Regions from separate parts of the Rattus norvegicus genome. Here region 2 is linked to region 1. Evidence: chromatin contacts called from public Hi-C data. All regions are on one chromosome and are shown on one strand. Each heading gives the region's core, a stretch centred on a gene start, on an enhancer-like site or on the middle of the called end of the contact. The rest is flanking DNA. Distances are from core to core; before and after follow the strand shown. Region 1 holds the start of Ppm1h (protein phosphatase, Mg2+/Mn2+ dependent, 1H). Region 2 holds the start of LOC134479799 (nascent polypeptide-associated complex subunit alpha, muscle-specific form-like).

Region 1 (5,818 bases), core at 1,287-3,786:
CAGTGATGTGAAGAGTCATATTAAACTCAGCTCAACAAAACATGATTATTAAAACATCTAAACCATAATGTTAAAAGCTGTGTTACAAGAAATGCTTGAAAGGGGGGCTCTAAGCTTATCTTGGTACCAGGATGTTTCAGAGCCTGTGATGAGCAGTTTGCATGTTTAAAAAAAAAAAAAAAAGCTTGCATGTCGAGAGATTCGTTCACAGTCTAGACAGGCAAAAATTAAGAAGGAACTGAATTGCCATCATTTAAAGACCTGACCCATTCAAAAGGATTTTGGTTTAGATTTATTTTTGTTTTATGTGGATGGATAATTTGGCTGCATGTACCTCTGGGCACTGCATCAGGGCGTTGCCTGAGGAAACCAGAAGACGAGATTGGATCCCCTGGAATTGGAGTTTCGAAAGATCGTGAGTCACCATGTGGGTGCGGGGAATTGAACCATAGACCCCTAGAAAAGCACTCAGTGCTCTAAAGGGCTGAGACTCTGGTCCAGCCCTCTGACCCACATTTTATAATTAAAGGAATGAGGACTGAAATAACATTAACATCTGTTTGATACAAAAAACATTAAAATAATATTAAAATAACGCATTGAGAGGGCTAGAAAGGTAACTCAGCAGTTAAGAGCACTCGTTGGCTGCTCTTCCAGAGGATCTGAGTTCAATTTCCAGCACCCACATAGCAGCTCACAACTGTCTATGCAACTTCATTTCCAGGGAATCTGACACCTTCACACAGATATTCAGACAGGCAAAACACCAATGTAAATAAAATAACAATAAATAAATTTAACTTTAAAAAACATTGGGGTTGGGGATTTAGCTCAGTGGTAGAGCACTTGCCTAGTAAGCGAAAGGCCCTGGGTTCGGTCCCCACCTCCAAAAAAAAAAAAAAAAAAAACCAAAAAAAACAAACAAACACAAAAACAAAAAAAAAACCAAAAAAAAACCAAACAAAAACAAACAAACACAAAAACAAAAAAAAAACCCACTGCATTGGGAGCAGTGGTGTTTCACTCAACCTTTAAAATACTGCCTAAGGTGAAATGGTCACGGGGAGGAAATACCTTTTTTAAAAAAATGATTCTAGATAGGAAGGAACCAATGGACTTTATCCAGGCTTAAGAGCAGAATTTCTCTCCTGGGAGTGCTGGGCTCTTCTTCCAGAGGGCCACCCCCTCTCCCGAAGCTGGACCACCACTGAAAACCTGCCCTCCCTGAGGATAAAGGCCTGCATTTCTGTATTCTTCCTGAAAATCTAAGGGAGCTACTTAGAGCTGAGCCGCACAAATTGTAGTCTTAAATGGTAGATCTCGGAACATGACTTAAAACGGTTTAGCATAAACCTGTACTACGGCAAAAGTTTTTTTGTGGTTTTTTTTTAATGAAACAAAACCAATATTTAATAAATGTTACTCGTGGAGAAGCACATTTATTATTCCCAAGACATTTAAATTAACATAAGATCACCAAAATATATTTTATTATAAGCATCTGCTTGTTTTTAAGTTTACATTTAATTCGGTGGCTGTGTTCTGTTTTTCTTTAGTTCTCCACGTGCCCTTAATTTTGTGCGGTTAAAATACTGCAGTAATAAAGATACATCTGTCGCTGTACTAGAGGAAAGAGCTCGTGTACATCTGTTAAACAACCCGGCGTATTCCTGGCTTCTTGGATATCTTTTGTTTTCGGTAGGAGAAAAAGCAGTCTACCTTCCGAACAAGGTGTGTGCCAGGGACAGTAACACGTGTAGAGGTAATAAAGAAAAAGGAAAGTGATTCTCTAGCTGCCTGGGGGAAAACTTCAAATGACCCTTGAATTCCCATTGTGTAGCGATGACTCCAGCACCTGGGTAGGTCTGTCTTTTTCCCTCGCCGGACTGAGGAGACCGCCCACCACCACGATTGCACCTGTCTTCGCGAAGTTTCTTTTCCGGAGGTCAAAGGCACTTTTCCTCCTAGTGCCTACCCCACTTCTGGCTTCTCCCAGCTGCCTGAGGTCATGTGACAGCCCCTAACACCTGTCCAGCCACCAGCTCACAGCGCCCCCATCCTCCTCCTCAGGTACGGACCAGGCCGGGCTGCGTCTCCCTAAGGTCACGGTCTCGGAGCTAGCGGTGCTCGGCCGGCAGGGGAGGGGCTGAGGCTGGGCCGGAGCGGCAGCGGGAGCCCGTGCAGCCTGATCATCACATGACTCGACGGCGGTAGCCGTGGCAGCAGGAGCGGCGGGTCCGCGGGCTCGCCGGGTGGGCTCAGCTCCGCGCACGCAGAAACGGGGCGCAGGGGGGCGGGGAAGAGACCTGCGGCAGCCGCCGCCCGCCAGCCGTTCCCGGGACTCTCGCTGTCCCTCCTCAGCCGCCCGCTCGCTCCATGTCGCCCGGTTGCGGAAGTGTCGCTGGGAGAGGTGGCGGCGTCGTCGTCAGGGAGCACGGGAGGCCGGGGCTCGGCCCCCTGCAGCACTGAGCTCCCGGAGCCGCGCGTCCCAGCGTCCCCACCGCCCGTGCGCCCCGCGCCCGCCGCAGCCTGCATGCCCCGCGCTGCACCTCGGCCGGCCGCCGCCTCCTGCTCGCTCAGCGGCTGCCCGGCGCCGGAGTAATATGCTCACTCGGGTGAAATCTGCCGTGGCCAATTTCATGGGCGGCATCATGGCTGGCAGCTCCGGCTCCGAGCACGGCGGCAGCGGCTGCGGAGGCTCGGACCTGCCCCTGCGCTTCCCGTACGGGCGGCCAGAGTTCCTCGGGCTGTCTCAGGATGAGGTGGAGTGCAGCGCAGACCACATCGCCCGCCCCATCCTCATCCTCAAGGAGACCCGGCGGCTGCCCTGGGCCACGGGCTACGCAGAGTGAGTGCACCGGCGCCCCCGCTCTCCTCGCCGCCCCTCCCCGCCCCGTTCCAGCTCCTTCCTCTCACGGCTTCTGGGCACTAGGGTTCTCCACCAGCTCGGCCTCCAGGCCTCGGGCGAGAGCCTCTTCGCTTACACTGACCAGTTCCCCTTCTCCCCGCCCCCCCCCCAAACCCCGGGTATGGGCTTTCGGACCCAGCAGTGGGTGGCAGAGGGGGATGGCAACGGCGCAGGACCGTGGGAACGCAGAGGTTGGACTGCTCTGATAATAAGGGGTCTGTAATACTTTGGGGGGGAAAGTGGGCAAAACAGCTCTGCTGAAGTTGCAACACGTTAGAAAAACCTGTATCAGTGTTCAATCCTCCACCCCTACCCCAAAATCTTTGTTCCCCGGCGTGAGGTGGATGCTTGCGGGAGGTGTTCCCGGGGCCGCGGGCTTGATGCGCGCGTGACTGCACGTTCGGAAAGGTCTTTCTGTGAGCTCTTTGGGCTTTATGGCAGGTAGTGAATGCCGCGCGACCAGTAAATGCCACTACGGTTTCCCACAGTCCTTGGGGAGATAGAAACTTCAGGTGTCGAATACAGCATTTTAGTAATCAGCTTTTGTGATTACGCGAGCTCTGGGGTGATTTGCTATTTAAAAAAAAAAATAGAAAAGACCGAGTTAGGCAACGGCCGGGCATAGAACGGGGAGAGAAGGTTTCGTTGTCCTTCTGCTACTCCACGGCCACTTCTCCATTGACTATTATATTAATAAGCATCGTGTGAATGGTGGATAAGTAATGTTTTCTCCCACCTAATATTACTATTTAGCTTTGTGGGACTGGAAGACTAGGAAAGAAGAGGGCATTTAGACCAGAATCCCCAGGCTAGTGACTGTGGGTCCAAAACCACTCCGAGCACACCTGTCCCTTTCCTTACACTCTCTCTGTAATCTTGGCCATCCCCAACCGATGCATGGCTTCTCTCTCTCTCTTCTCTGATTGGTTCGTCCAAGAACCAATAAATTTCCCCTGAGCCTCGGCGCTTTCATGCTGACCCGGTTCTGGTGGCCCAGATCCCCCCCCCCCCCCCCCCCGCCCCAGCAGGCGTGGTTCCTTACAAGCCGAGTTCCGGTGCAGGAAGTAGGTGGCTTGCGAATCATTCTGCCTAGAATCTTGAATTCTTTTTCCTCCCGCGTCATCCTGTGATCGTGACTCCACGGGCTTGTGTATAAATGGGGATTGATGACTGGCTTGTGAAGAAAGGAACCCGAGGATTGGGTGTGCGGGGTGGGCAGGTGGGTGTGTATAGCATAGGCAGACTGGCGTGAAAGAGGAGAAACAGGAGGAACAGCAGCCTGTAACCTCCAAGAGGAAGCTGAAACCTAAAGTCGGGGACAAGTGCCTGCTAATTCAGCTAGTTCCTTGCCTGAAAAATAAGTTTAAACGCCATCGGATCCTTTGCAAGGTCAAAAGCAACTGGAGGTGTCTGACCCCATGATTGTATAGGTGGAGGCCTTGTGCCCGCTGTGCTCCTGAGCAGTGGAGGCTTGGTGGAGCGTGGACACCTGAGGGTCTGGGTCATGCACTGGGAAATGGTGAGATTATCGAAGGGAGAGAGGGAGGCAGGCAGGGAGGGAGGGAGGGAGCAGTATCACTGACAGTAGAAGCTAGCCTGGCACTGTGAAGGGGAAACCTCACAAAAGTATGAGGAAAAGAATTCTTCAGTGGTAAATAGGCATAGGAAGCTGAATGGCCCTACTTCCCCCCCCCCCCCAGCCTGTTTCCTTGACTCTGTGAGGAAACCTGAGAGCTCTGGCTTATTCTAGGCTAGAATGAGAGATGTCCAGCTCTGACCACTGTAAAGGCTTCTTCTGTTCTTAACACTAGTTACAGACTGCACGCGTGTTTATTCATGCAAACATCCTGTACCCCTGGCCCCAGGAACAAAATGTTTGGAATGTATGCTTTTCCAAGTGTGTTTGGATGGACCTATGAACACTGCTGTATTCTGGCCCAAACAGGCTCCTAGTTGGTATTACTCTGTAGCATTTTCATAAAGCACTGTGACAGGGGCATCCTTCCAAGTCAGTGTGGGTAGAATTGCATTTCCTCATAGCCCTGTATTGTAGACATGCTCCCACTCAACTGTGAACATGTTCTCACTGGGTATCCCAGACTAGAGAGAAGCCCTGTCTGCCATTCCTCAGGCTCCTGACGAATGTCATTCTTTTAAACTGTGCTGCAGTAATAATAATGCTAATATACTTAATGCTAGGCACCCTTTAGTATTTTCAAGTTTATATTAGGCCACCAAAGTATCACAACAGTGTTATCATATCTACTTTGTAGATGAGAATACAGTTGTGAAATAATTAAACAACTTGCCCGCATTAATACAATCTGTATCTGAACCCAGAGGTCCCTCTCTACAGTTTCAAATTATGATGCATCCATCTGACCCAGGGGTGTGTCATTAACAAGGTAATGTCACTATCATTTCTCTCTCCTCATGACTACTTTCATGAGATACCATAATGTGTACCACATCCTCAAACCTCGAACTGATTGAAACAAAGAAGGGATGGGTTGGGGGGGGGCGGCGATCAGAAGTTACTTCCTGTTCGTAGAGGAGGAACTGGGAGGCAGAAATCCTGTTCTCTTTGTTCTAGAAGGTTCCTGGGAGGGATAGAATAGACAGGAAGGTTATTTAACTAGTGGACATAGAGGAATGCTTTTGAACCTAGACTTTATTTATGTCTCTAACAAAAGCTTGAACTTAGGGCTTGTAGTATAGGCTGTCCAGCTCCTTGGGAGGCTGAGGCAGGAGGATCTCAGCTACTCAGGAGGCTGAGGTAAGAGATTAACAAGGTATACAGTTCTATCTGAGGTAGAGTGAGTTCAAAGCCATGCTAGGCAATTTAAGAAAACCACATCTCATAGTAAAAGGTAGAAAGATATGTGTACATACATACATAAACATGTATAC
Region 2 (5,818 bases), core at 2,168-4,667, 300 kb after region 1:
ACTCTTAGCTCACAATATATATGCTTGTTTCTAAAAATAAAGAAAAACAATTAGCCAGGTGGTGCATACTTTTAATCCCAGCACCTGGGAGGCAGGCAGGTGGATCTCCGAGTTTGAGGCCAGCCTGGTCTACAAAGTGAGTTCCAAGATAGTCAGGGCTATACAGAGAGACCTTGACTTGACAAAGAAAAAAGAAAACCAAAGTGATCTTTGTCCTTTACTAGCGCCTTTTATCTTTCTAATGTCTCTCACTGTACTATTACACAGTGTTACATGTTACTGCTGAGCTTAAAAATACACTGTGCCAATTAAGACAGCAGCCCCCCCCCAATGGCTAGACACCTCATTGGTAGTTACATTCAAATTGAACAAAACACTCAGACCTCCTTATTAATCAGCCAGAGAGTAGATGAGAGCGCTCACCTAACACTACAGCAACTTTATCCAAGGGGTCTGAGCCGCCCAGTGAACATCGAGCACACTGGCATCCTAAGAAACCCTGCTTTGTACAGTAATATATTATCAGTTATATTGGAAGAAAACTAAGGATTTGAAACCAACTCAAAGTGAGTGGTCTAGTTTCAGAAAATGTTTGGTGGCGAATAGAGAAAAAAAACTGTAAAAACCAACACACATGCATATTTATAGTATATATACACAAATATATGTATTATGCGACGATACAAATACATTAACATATATGAAATATATAGTGTATACTGTATCAACATATATAACTATATATTAGTGCAATTCAGGAAAGGTAGGTCACCAATAATAGCTTCCACCTACAGCTGTGTCCAGGGTTCTGATGGCACACATAAGTGTAAGGACAGAACTCTCCATAGCTCGTACCATGTGAATGCCGGGCAGGTCATCAGTGTTTTTATGCATCCAATTCTTATTCATCACACTCACATTTTGTTGTCCCTTGGGGGTGGGGATCCAGCTGTACCACTTTGCTTCCATGGGGCACTATGGGATCTGACACAACACTCAGTGAATTTTCACTACTCACACAAGTAACTTGAGCATTCTTGTTTAATTATTTAGTGACTAGAGTGGCACTGATGTCTTTAGATTTTGGTATAAATAAAAATTGTGCTTTTGGTAGCATTGACCTGATATAATTGATTTTTTAGGATGATCACTCCATTTGCTTTCTGGGTACAGAAGTAATGGGAACGGACTGTGTGGTCTAGTACCTGACTGTCTAGTGCCTCCTGTCAGGTTATGCAGGCTGTGGGATACCAGGAGGAGGAAGTAGTTATGAAATCACGAAACCTTCTTGGTGTCCACGTTCTACACTCAAGAGCTATTTTCTGCTCTTAGGTACCTCAGGCAATGTTGGGGCACGAGGGGGGGAGGTATTCTACAACACAAGGATGTTTTCCACACCAGCCAGAAGGTAATTATACATTAAGATGCCTTGTAAATCAATTTTATATATATATACAAGCAACAGTCAGGGATATTAGAGCATGAAGCAATAATGTGGCCTAATAATCTTTTCCACATGGTGCATCCAGAACATCCTAACATCCCTCTTCTTCCAATTGGACATGGCATTTATTAAAATCTCATCATCACAACGGCCTGTCCTCTCTTTGGTTCAGTACTTGAGAAGGGCACTCAAAACACTTGTCTCGTCCTTCCTATCCATAGCTTTGCTCAAGCTACAGATTACTTAAAGGCCTGACAGTAGACCTTTAACAGAAAAGTTAATGGCATTAGTAAATGTCATCAATGTGGACTGGAAAGCTGCATTTTCGTTAGGTAAGTTCACCCTGCTGGAAAGTCTGTCAACAGTGAAAATAGTTGGTAGTTCTCACTGCCACAGAGAACTCATTCTAAAGCAAAGAGAGGAATGAAGTAGGGAGTAGCACCCCTGACAGCAGCAAACAGAAACATAAGGAAGCACTTACAGAGCCGACAATACAAGTGTGCTCTCCGTGGGCGGCGAAGTTTTACATGAAGCTTAACTTTGAAAGCACAAGATGAGCTACAAAGGGAACGAGTTAGAGTTCAGGATTACCAATGAAATTTACACTCTGGTATCCAACAGCATCTACTGGTTCACTGTAAAAATGTTAACAGTATGTAGCAGGCTGATTTGCTTGAAAAGAAAAGTTCTGGAAAACGAAACTACAGTTAGAATTTTACTATCAATTTCCCCACAAATCCAAGATTAACCATAGGAGATGTCGGGCTTTCATCACTGAAAAGGAAGTGCTTAAGAGTCCTCAACTTACATTGCTCTACCGAGAAAAGCCAGCCTAAAGCCAGTGCTGAAGTCTTGCGGGAATGCTGCAGTGCATGGTTCTTTACTGTCCTTCCTACAGCGAGGTGGCCCCATCCCGATGAGTATATTAAGTGAGCCTTCAAGGCTCAACACTAAGCTTCGTCAAAGCATTACATCACTTTTGAATTACAAAAGCACCAAACTCCTATCGAAAGGGGCAAGAGATTGAGTTGCTTTCAACATTTTTCCTTTCGTGTAGCTTACTTAGCAAAGAACTGCCTAAAAAAAAAGCTTCCAAAGTGCCACACAGAAAATTTACTACACTGCATTATGCATAACTCAAACAGGAAGGTTGCAAAAGCATCAGAACTATAACTTACCATCATACTTCTCTTGGAGAAAATAAAACTAGAAAATACAAGTTCTTCCACATAAGAGTTCCGAGCACTTTTCATTAATTATCCAGACTACACTTTCTCCACAAAACTTGTACTTTCCTAATAGAGGTCACGAACCAAAAGCCTGTGTCATTAAACGTTAATACTTGGGTCTCTCGGAAGCCGTACTTCCAGCTCTGATCTACTCGCCTTTAATAAAAAGCATATCAACATAAAAGTCTAAGATTGACCCTCCCCCACACCAGCATGGCTATTCGAGCTTACCAAGTTAAACTAAAGGAAAAACAAACAAAACCAAAAAACACAGCATTCAGTAAAAAGAATTTATTTAGCTTTACACATTTAAAAAAAGATTCGAAAGGTGCATTTAACTATAAAAGTCAACCCTGTTTTAAGGAGTTATAAACAGTTAAAACCGAAACTCTACTCTGCTTCGGGCTTACATTTTAAACTCTTAAACGTAGCGGCCATATAATAACCCAGATCCAAAAAGCGTCGAGACGTAAAAGTTTGGAATTCCAGCATTGACTGTTCTGACGGCGACCGCAGTTGTGCATCGCGGAGCCGCTCGCCCGCTCCGCCGTGCACCTCAAGAACGAAACCCCACCGCGGTCGAACTAAAATCCTGCACGAGTTAAAATTATCCGAGGCGGAAAGTTGAGCCGCGTCTTCCGCGGCTCCCTCTCCTCCTCTCCCGGAGCAATTCCGAAGGCTTCGCTCTCCCCCGGGCTACGGAAGGCGCCGCGGCCGCCGCCACCGCCCGTAGCCCCTGCGGGAATGCGGCTAGCTAACGGTTTCCGCGCCGGCTGGCCGGCCGATCGGGCTGTCCCGGAGCCCCGGAAAACAAAGGGGATCCCCGGCCATTGTCCTCCGCGGCGCTGAGCATCACCAGCACTAGCAAGGCAGTAGCTTGCGCAGTTATCTCCACAGCGGGCAATGTCACAACCCGACCAACAGCACAAACTACTACCTCAGCCAGGGCCATGGTGTGGGAGCCGGCGGGACACGCGGAGCCTCGTCCTCCTCTCCGCCGCCGGCTGCGCGCGCCGAGCGCCCCAGGGCGGAGGCTGCCTCCGGCGGGCCGGCCGCGCCCTCTGTCCGAGTGGAGCTGCGCTTGCCCGCTCGCCCGCTCGCCCGCCCGCGCGCGCCACGCCGCGGCTCCGCCGCTGCCCCCCCACCCCCGCCCGCCGCGTCGCACCCCGGAAGTCCCCGCGGACGCGCCCCGCACCCTCCGGGGGGCCCCGGCAGCCCGGCACCCGCGGCTCCGCGCGCGCCCGGTCTCGCGCTCCTGCTTCACTGCGGCCGGGCGAACCATAGAGATCCCTTAAAGAGGCTGGCGCGCTCCCCACCACGTGACCGCCCGCCGCCCCCCGCCGCCATCTTACATCCGGGGCACCGCGCCCGCTCTCCGCCCGGGCGAGCCTCGGGGCTCGCGGGAAAGCCCGCTACGGGCGGGGACTCCAGCCGCAAGCCGGGACCTGCTCGGGCCTCGTGCTGGGCTCCGTCTGCTCGGCGCGGTCGGCAGAGCCCTGGTGCTCTGGGCGTGAGCAGTAAAGATGGCGGCGGGTGGGCCACGTTGCTCTCCGGCCGGAAAGTTCCGGCACCCCCTTCCCGCTCCGGCCGCCTGGCCCGCGGCGCTCCACCCCGGCGCGGCCGCAGCTGCTCGCCGCAGAAACTGGCGGGAAAGCTGTGTTGGGCGAGTCTAGTGCGCAGGCTCCCGGAACATGGGGCGCCTGCCTTCTCCCTATTTTTAGGCAAGGTTTGGAAGAGGGCCGACTGCAATGGGGCTTCCCATCCGTGTGGCCCAGTTTACTTTTTTGTTTTGCTTCTCATTTACAGGTTTTTAAAGATTTTTTTTGTTTGTTTTTAGAAGTCACTAAGATTTGTCAGATAAAATACAGGATGTCTTGCTAAACTGGAATTCCACATCCACGAATGCTTCCCCCCCCCCGCATATGTAGATTCCATGTACTAAAAGGGGGATGGTGTCTGAATTTCACATTTATCTGCCGGTCTGTTTTAGTGCATTTGGCAGTTCCATTAGTCATAAAGTTGCTGAAAATCCACAGTACACAAGACAAGTACAGAATGGTTAGAGAAATGAGTGCAATCTGGGAAGTTTCTCTAAACTTTAATCCTGTCACAGCAGCCAGATAACAAAACTCTGTTGCAAAATTTGGTAAAACTACGTACGAACGCATATATTTAATTCATTTTAGAGACCCACCTCACCCTGACCCAGTCCAGTATAATTTAGTACAACAGACCCTGGAGCCCATACTAACACCAATTAACTTTCACTACAAGGTAGACAGGACCTAAATAATTTTTTGAAGTACAAATTTTCAAATGTTTCAACCCACTTACAGGTTTCAGACATATTTCAAACTACCTGCCTGTTTATGCTACGAGCAGAATTCGTTATACTAACCTTAGTATTTAAAGCCATCTCAAATGTTTCAGTTATTCCTAATTCATATTTTTATATTTGAGTGCTTGTGTAACATACTTGCAATGAAATGCTAATTTCCTGTCTGCCGCACTGATACATATGGAAAACTCACAGCATCCTTTCTTAATAAACAATGACCGGGCTAACTCACCGCACAGTGGATCATGTTATTTGCACCTTACCAAGTTTGTTGGCCACTGTTAGTGTGGAGTTTTTTAAGAGGCTATCAAGCGTACATCTGGTCTAAAAGGTAAGTTATTAACTAAACCTGGTCCAGCTGTTGCACTGCTTTATCTCTGACAACTCTGACATAATAGAATCATCCACTCGCGGTACTGTCACCACCAATATTCTCCATCATTAACATTCAAATATGTAGAGTCTACCTAATTCACCCTCACTCCCCTTTCCAGACAGTTTTCTTGAGATCTAGTCCTGGCTTCCTTAGAACTTGCAGCTATCTGGGTCTGCCTGCCTCTGAAGCGCTCGGGTGACAGGTGTGTTCCCGTCTCCTCAGCATCTGTGTAAACAGGAGCACTCTCAGCTCCTCCTCTAGCATCACCTCAGCAGGAAAACTCACCTGCCTGCTTTCCCCACTCTCTATCGCCACCTAACTCTACACATAACACATTCATCTTCCTTAGTTTTGGTTAAAAGTAAACCTGTGCCATTCCAAAGTTTTTGGCTTTTAAGGAGTTTGATTAGGTTTCAGTTCCTCAAAGCCAA

The links. A called contact is a pair of places that touch in the nucleus more often than the background predicts.
Region 2: a contact with region 1 is called in a Hi-C map of kidney, with 6 times the contacts expected there. The contact joins the promoter of LOC134479799 here to the promoter of Ppm1h in region 1. A contact is called at or near these places in 3 of 12 Hi-C or Micro-C datasets (frontal cortex, kidney and mammary epithelial cells) and 1 of 1 datasets of contacts at active chromatin or transcription factors (oligodendrocytes).

The regions. Positions count from the first base shown.
Region 1 is chr7:60,221,551-60,227,368 of GRCr8, forward strand. Ppm1h (protein phosphatase, Mg2+/Mn2+ dependent, 1H) reads left to right here and starts at 2,537. Exons shown (of 10, transcript NM_001271079.2): 1 at 2,537-2,848. The coding sequence starts at 2,604.
Region 2 is chr7:60,524,343-60,530,160 of GRCr8, forward strand. It overlaps LOC134479799 (nascent polypeptide-associated complex subunit alpha, muscle-specific form-like), which reads left to right and starts at 3,418. Exons shown (of 4, transcript XM_063264464.1): 1 at 3,418-3,515; 2 at 3,571-5,342. The coding sequence starts at 3,418. The coding sequence ends at 4,510. It overlaps Mirlet7i (microRNA let-7i), which reads right to left and starts at 3,619; the gene lies at 3,535-3,619.